2 separate regions of the Mus musculus genome follow, and region 2 is linked to region 1. A link is a contact called in public Hi-C data. All regions are on one chromosome and are shown on one strand. The core of a region is the stretch at or near the end of the contact, and the rest is flanking DNA. Distances in the headings are between cores, read along the strand shown.

Region 1 (2,793 bases), core at 146-2,645:
GCTTTCAGAGGCTGTGCTTCTACATATGTGTGAGTACTCTAGTGCATAAACTGATTAAAGAGACAAATGATAGCACAATTACACTTGTCCCAAGAATCAGAGAATTACTCCCCCTTCCCCCGTTATTTCCAACAGTTAATAATAAACCTGTCAAATGAACGTTGCTGGACCCACATCCGAATCCTTTGGAAACAATATTATGTGAAAAAAGCAATAATCGAGGGCCGGCTTGGAGGGAGCAGTTCTTCTCAAAGCTTGTTAGGGATACCCAGACACAGACTTCCATGAAGCAGTAAAAGGGAGCACTTGGGCATAGATAGGAAGTCTCTATGCTTAGTGTATTCTTTGTCTTTTGCTGCGGGTATCTGTGTGTGTGTGTGTGGTTTTTGTTTGTTTGTTTGTTTGTTTGTTTGTTTTGTCTTCGTGCTACCTGAACCATAACCTCCCGGGTTTGTTTGTTGTCTTTTGTTTTAGAAAAACACTAGTTTTCTTCACGTTAACTCTCACAGCAATTTGCATGGTTTGTGTTAGCGCACATGATTAAGGAATAACGAGGGTGTCACACACTCTTGTGCTATGTGCGTCACCAGATCTTCTGGGCTCTGCAAATTTGCTTTGTTTTGTTTTGAGACAAGCCCTTGTATATAACCTTGATTCAGCCGGAGCTCGCCAAGTAGACCAAGCTGACCTCGAACTCAGACCAGCATGCTTCTGCCTCCGGATTAAAGTTGAGTTGAGAGGGGCGGGGACCTTTTAGGGAGGGCTGACTGGCTTATTCTCCTGCCAATCAAGATCTTCTGCACAACAGACCTAGCTTACATCAGACGAGATGTACCCGCTTTTCTCTGGAGCGGGGGCAAAAGCCGACGAAAGGGTATTTCCCAGAACCGACGGAAGTAGGACCTGGAACCACTTCCTCCAGTGCGGGCCAATGAGCTCTTACTTATGGCAGTCAATTTAGTCCCGGAGGGGAAGAGCGTTTTGATTGGTGGCTCAGCCGGGAACGCAGAGGCTCACGGGAATCCATTCCGGCCGCTTCGCCGTGACTGCCCAGAAGACCTGTCAGTCAGCCGAGCGTAACCGGTCACACCTCTTCCGCCGCCAGGCCGCGACACCGCGGGGGCCGGGCAGCGCCGCTCGGCCCAGGCGCTAGTGCCGCCGCGAGGCGCGGGGCCGCGAGGGGCGGGCCTGGGAGGGGAGCGGCCGCAGGGGCGGGGCCGGAGGAGGAGGCGGAAGCGGCGAGCGAGCCCAAGCCGGAGCCGCATCGAAGCTGCGTCCGGGCCGGCGGAGCGGCGGCGGCGGGGTTGGCCGGGGCGAAGGGGCGCTGGAGCCTGGGCGGGCGGGCAGAGGGCTGGGGGGGGGGGGGCGCGGCCCGGGAGCGGGTGACGGGCGTGCCGGGGGGATGCGCGCTGGGGCTGTGGGGCGGGGCGGGCGGCGGCCGCGGGAGCGGCGCCGGGGGCGGGCGGCGGCATGAGGCGCGGGGCCGGCGGCCGCGGGAGGGCGGCGCGGCTCGCGGCCCGGTCGCTCCCGCCGCAGCTGCTGGCCCGCACGCTGTGCCCTGACAGCTGGGCCTCGGCCGCTCTCGTCTCAGCCGCGTCCCGCGCCGCCGCAGGTGACCACTCGCCGCGCCGCCGGAGGCTTCACCCGCGTCCTCCCTCAGGACGCGCCCGCGGAGCTCGGGCGCCTTCGCCCCGGACCCGGAGGCCGCGCTGCGCGGGGCGGCGGCGAGGCCGGAAGATGGCCTGGGTGCTCAGTATGGACGAGGTGATCGAGTCCGGGCTGGTGCACGACTTCGACTCCAGCCTGTCCGGCATCGGGCAGGAGCTGGGCGCCGGCGCCTACAGCATGAGGTAAGGGGCGCGCGGCTGCCTCCGCCGGGCGGGGCCTGGGCCGCGGGGTCGGGGTCCTGCCGCGTGGCGCCGTGGCCTGGGAGGCCGACGGGGGCGGCTAGCGGCGGAGGACCCCGTCGCTTCTGCCTGGGGAAGCCGCGCTAGCCGTTGAGATTGGGTCAGAGGGGCAGGGACTTTCTTTCCAAGTGATTTACGAGTCCTTTTAGCTGGAGTAGGCTGTACAAAAGGCACTGTTTCTAATGGGAAAACTGTAGCTTTTCCTACGGTGCCTGGTAGCGTGGCCTGCGACTTTCAGCCGCTTGACATTCTGATAGTAAGTTATATTGTGAGTGAAAGTAGCCCTGAGGGTTGGCGAGCGCAGTGACTTGCTTGTATAGTCTCCTGATTGAGAGTGAAGTTGGGCCCTTGCTAGGTTTCTTCATTCTCAAAGTGACTCCCCTCAGGCTGTTTCCTTTTGCAGAGGGCTTTAAGATTGTGCCACACACAATAGTTTAGTCACTGCTGTCTGCACCAGCAGCTGTTCCTTTTTGTGTAATTGGGAGAGGCGGAAACAGATAGGAGCCAAGTGTGTCTGCCCCTTACTTATCCCGAAAGAGTTGAAGAGTTCTTGGTGGCTCGGCAGCCCTTTGTTTCGATGTTGGAATATGGCTTGTGTAGGGTATGGTTTACCCAAGGAGGTAAAAAACGGAGTGGTTTTTGAAACGTGTGAATTAAGTGTAGTACTTAGTTTTCAGCAGTATGGTTGGTTGTGTAAAGTGTGCGATGTGGGCTCCCTGGGGCTCTCCTACCTTTCCTGCCGCCCAGGGGAGGTCAGAAGCATTGTTAATACCCTAAGAGAAATGCCCTGGGTCAGAGCTGGTCTGCACAAGTCCAGCCTCATCCCTGAAGCAATTAGCCTTGACTCTGGCGGGTCGGGAGGTTTCTTGGCCCGTGGAAAGAAGCG
Region 2 (2,793 bases), core at 99-2,598, 200 kb before region 1:
CTGAGCAAAACACCCAACAAGGAACCCTATGGGAGGAAGGGTTTATTTTGGCTTTAAGAAGATTAAGAAAGGCCAGACAGTGGTGGCACATGTCTTTAATCCCAGCACTATGGAGGCAGAGGTAGGTGGATTTCTGAGTTCGAGGACAGCCTGGTCTACAGAGTGAGTTCCAGGACAGCCAGGACTATACAGAGAAACCCTGTCTCAAACTGCCCCCCACCCCCCGCAAAAAAAAAAAAAGAGTAAGAAAGAATACCAAAGAAAAGAATAAAATATAGATAATATCAATGGTACAATGGACTCTTTGTTGTTGTTTAGCTGTAACCCCTGCACAAGCTAGGTACACTCTTGCCCCCCCCCCCTTTTCTTCACTCAACCCCACCCACACAGAGAAAAAACTGTGCTAACACGTCATCACCCATTGGCTCTGAGTTTCCATGACCAGTCCAAGTGTGCCTGGCCAAAGACTCAGTTTTTGACCATATATGGGCATAATCCCAGCTCCTAGCAGACACGTCATCATTCCTCACCTAAGCAGCTATAAAAAGGCCGTGCTTAGCCTGGGTACATGGCTTCACTGTCCTCCCCCTGTGAGACTGGGAACCCACCTGAGAGCTGCCTCCCAATAAACCTGCCTTTATCCTCTCAAATTTGGCTTCAATTGGCTTATTGTGTCCTTGGATAAAACCTACTAGTTGTCTGTTTTTGTTTGTTTGTTTGTTTGTTTTTCAAGACAGGGTTTCTCTGTGTGGCCCAGGTTGGCCTTGAACTCACAGAGATCCTCCTGCCTCTACCTCCTGAAGCATGTGCCAACTGCCTCCAGGATCTCATATAACCCAGGTTAGCTTTGAACTCCCCATGCAGTCCATATAACCCAGGCTAGCTTTGAACTCCCCATGCAGTCAGAGATAAGGTTGAACCCCTGACGCTCAAGCCTCCACCTCCAAAACACTAGAAGTGATGGTTAGAATTACTATATCAACTTGTCAGGATCTAGAATCACCTGGGAGATGGGCCTTTAAGTATGCCTGTATAGAATAATCCTTAAATTTTTAAAGATTGTGTCTGGATGGCTCAGGAGTTAAGAGTATTGATTGCTTTTCCAGAGGACCAGGCTGGATTTAGCACCCAGCACTCACTGGATGTGGTTCCTGGGAATGTAATGCCTTCTTCTGGCCTCCGTGGGTACTGGACAGACATGTGATACACGTATGTACCATGTAGACATACATCTTTCTTTAAAAGAGAGGAAAAAAGAACCCTATCCATCGTGCCGTGGAAGGCATGACAGCAAAAATAGGTGGCCTACAAGTCCAGAAGCAGAACAGGAAGTGGGCCAAGCTCCCGAGCCTCGAGGCCTACCCCTACAGACCCACTTCCTCTGTGTAGGGCCAGCCTCCTAACAACATTCTAGACCAGCCCCATCGATTAAAGACTCTATTTAAACACGTAAGTGAGGAGTAGGGAGGGAGGTTCTGGGGGAGGCATTCCGTGATCAAGTTAATATGCACTTGGGGAGACTCTATCTCCCCTGAACGTGCATTACCCAGGCAGCACAGGGGATTGGCTTGGGTGAGTCCTTGCGCAACCCACATGGCCAAGGAGGCTGATGGTGGGCTAAGAGCAAGTCCACCTTGTTCCCGGCATGAGGCCACGCCTGGAAACTCTGAGAAGCAGCTGGGCACTTGTGAGCACTGGCAGGTTACATACGCCACGCCTTACAGCTCCGATTGAGATAATGAAAATGGAATTTCATTTTATTCCTAGGTTTGGTGAAGCTCAGAAGTACGGGTTGTCGCTGCCTTTCCCAAAGTCTTAGGATATACCTGCTTTTTCGGACTGGGTGTCCAGACCGCTTTGGGTGAGAGGCCAGTTCTACAAATACTAAAAAGAATTTTTTTTTTTCAAATTTTGTTCATTACTTTTTCATTGTCTGAGAGGTTTTACTATTTTAAAATTATTCCTCAGGGCTGAAGAGATGGCTCAGCGTTTGAGAGCACTGACTGCTCTTCCAAAGGACCTAGATTCAATTCCCAGCAACCACATGGCCACTCACAATTGTAACTTCTGTTCCAGCGGATCCAACCCCTCACACATGCAGGCAAAACACCAATGTACATAAAATAAAAATTAAGAAATTATTTAAAAATATTATTCCTCATCATAACCCACACATTTAATTTTCCCCAATATTTTCTTTTCATTAGACTTGAGAGACAGCTAATATTCATTTTTATTTTAACCGCATTTTAAAAGGTGTCATTTGATCATTATGATTACATTAGTCAAGCATTATATTGGTTGCAAGTAGGGATAAAAGCTCAAATATGTCTGGGGGTATATAGTCCAATGGTAAAGTACATACCTAGGGCCATGGGGATGGCTCAGTGGGTAAAGGAGCTTGCTGCCAAAACTGACAACCTGAGTTCAAAACCTATAACCCTAAAACCTCCATCATGGAAAGGGAGAACCAATTTTCAATGTCTCAATGATGTCCTTTGGCCTTCACACAGACAATATGGCAAACAAGTGTCCCCCAACATTATATATATATATATATATATATATATATATATATATATATATATATATATATGTGTGTGTGTGTGTGTGTGTGTGTGTGTGTGTGTGTGTGTATGTATGTATATGTGTGTGTGTATATGTGTGTGTGTGTATGTGTGTGTGTGTGTATGTGTGTGTGTGAAAACGCTTGCTTGTTAGGCTCCATCTTTGTGGAAGAAGGGAAGGAAGAGAGGAGAAAGGAAGAAGAAAAATCATTCACTTAGAAAACAT

Evidence for each region. A called contact is a pair of places that touch in the nucleus more often than the background predicts.
Region 2: a Hi-C map of bone marrow-derived macrophages shows a contact between it and region 1, with 24 read pairs. The contact joins the enhancer-like site here to the promoter of Ubp1 in region 1. A contact is called at or near these places in 7 of 39 promoter capture datasets (the 3T3-L1 cell line, embryonic stem cells, liver and 2 more), 1 of 15 datasets of contacts at CTCF or cohesin (the NIH/3T3 cell line), 7 of 484 Hi-C or Micro-C datasets (LSK cells, bone marrow-derived macrophages, centroblasts and 4 more), 15 of 115 datasets of contacts at active chromatin or transcription factors (T-cell acute lymphoblastic leukemia, bone marrow-derived macrophages, embryonic basal ganglia and 10 more) and 3 of 9 other capture datasets (adipose tissue, liver and pancreatic islet).

What each region holds. Positions count from the first base shown.
Region 1 is chr9:113,929,917-113,932,709 of GRCm38.p6, forward strand. Ubp1 (upstream binding protein 1) reads left to right here and starts at 1,396. Exons shown (of 16, transcript NM_001372510.1): 1 at 1,396-1,850. The coding sequence starts at 1,738. It overlaps Gm39439 (a long non-coding RNA gene), which reads right to left and starts at 1,010. Exons shown (of 4, transcript XR_003948257.1): 1 at 811-1,010.
Region 2 is chr9:113,725,848-113,728,640 of GRCm38.p6, forward strand. All of the region lies in intron 2 of Gm38623 (a long non-coding RNA gene), which reads left to right. Among named protein-coding and RNA genes, the nearest start is that of Gm38623, 8.0 kb to the left of the region's middle. Within about 2 kb of position 1,349, at least 30 of the 459 cell types and tissues checked have an H3K27ac peak or open chromatin away from gene starts, as enhancers often do. A contact at or near this core is called in bone marrow-derived macrophages and neural progenitor cells, where this site is marked.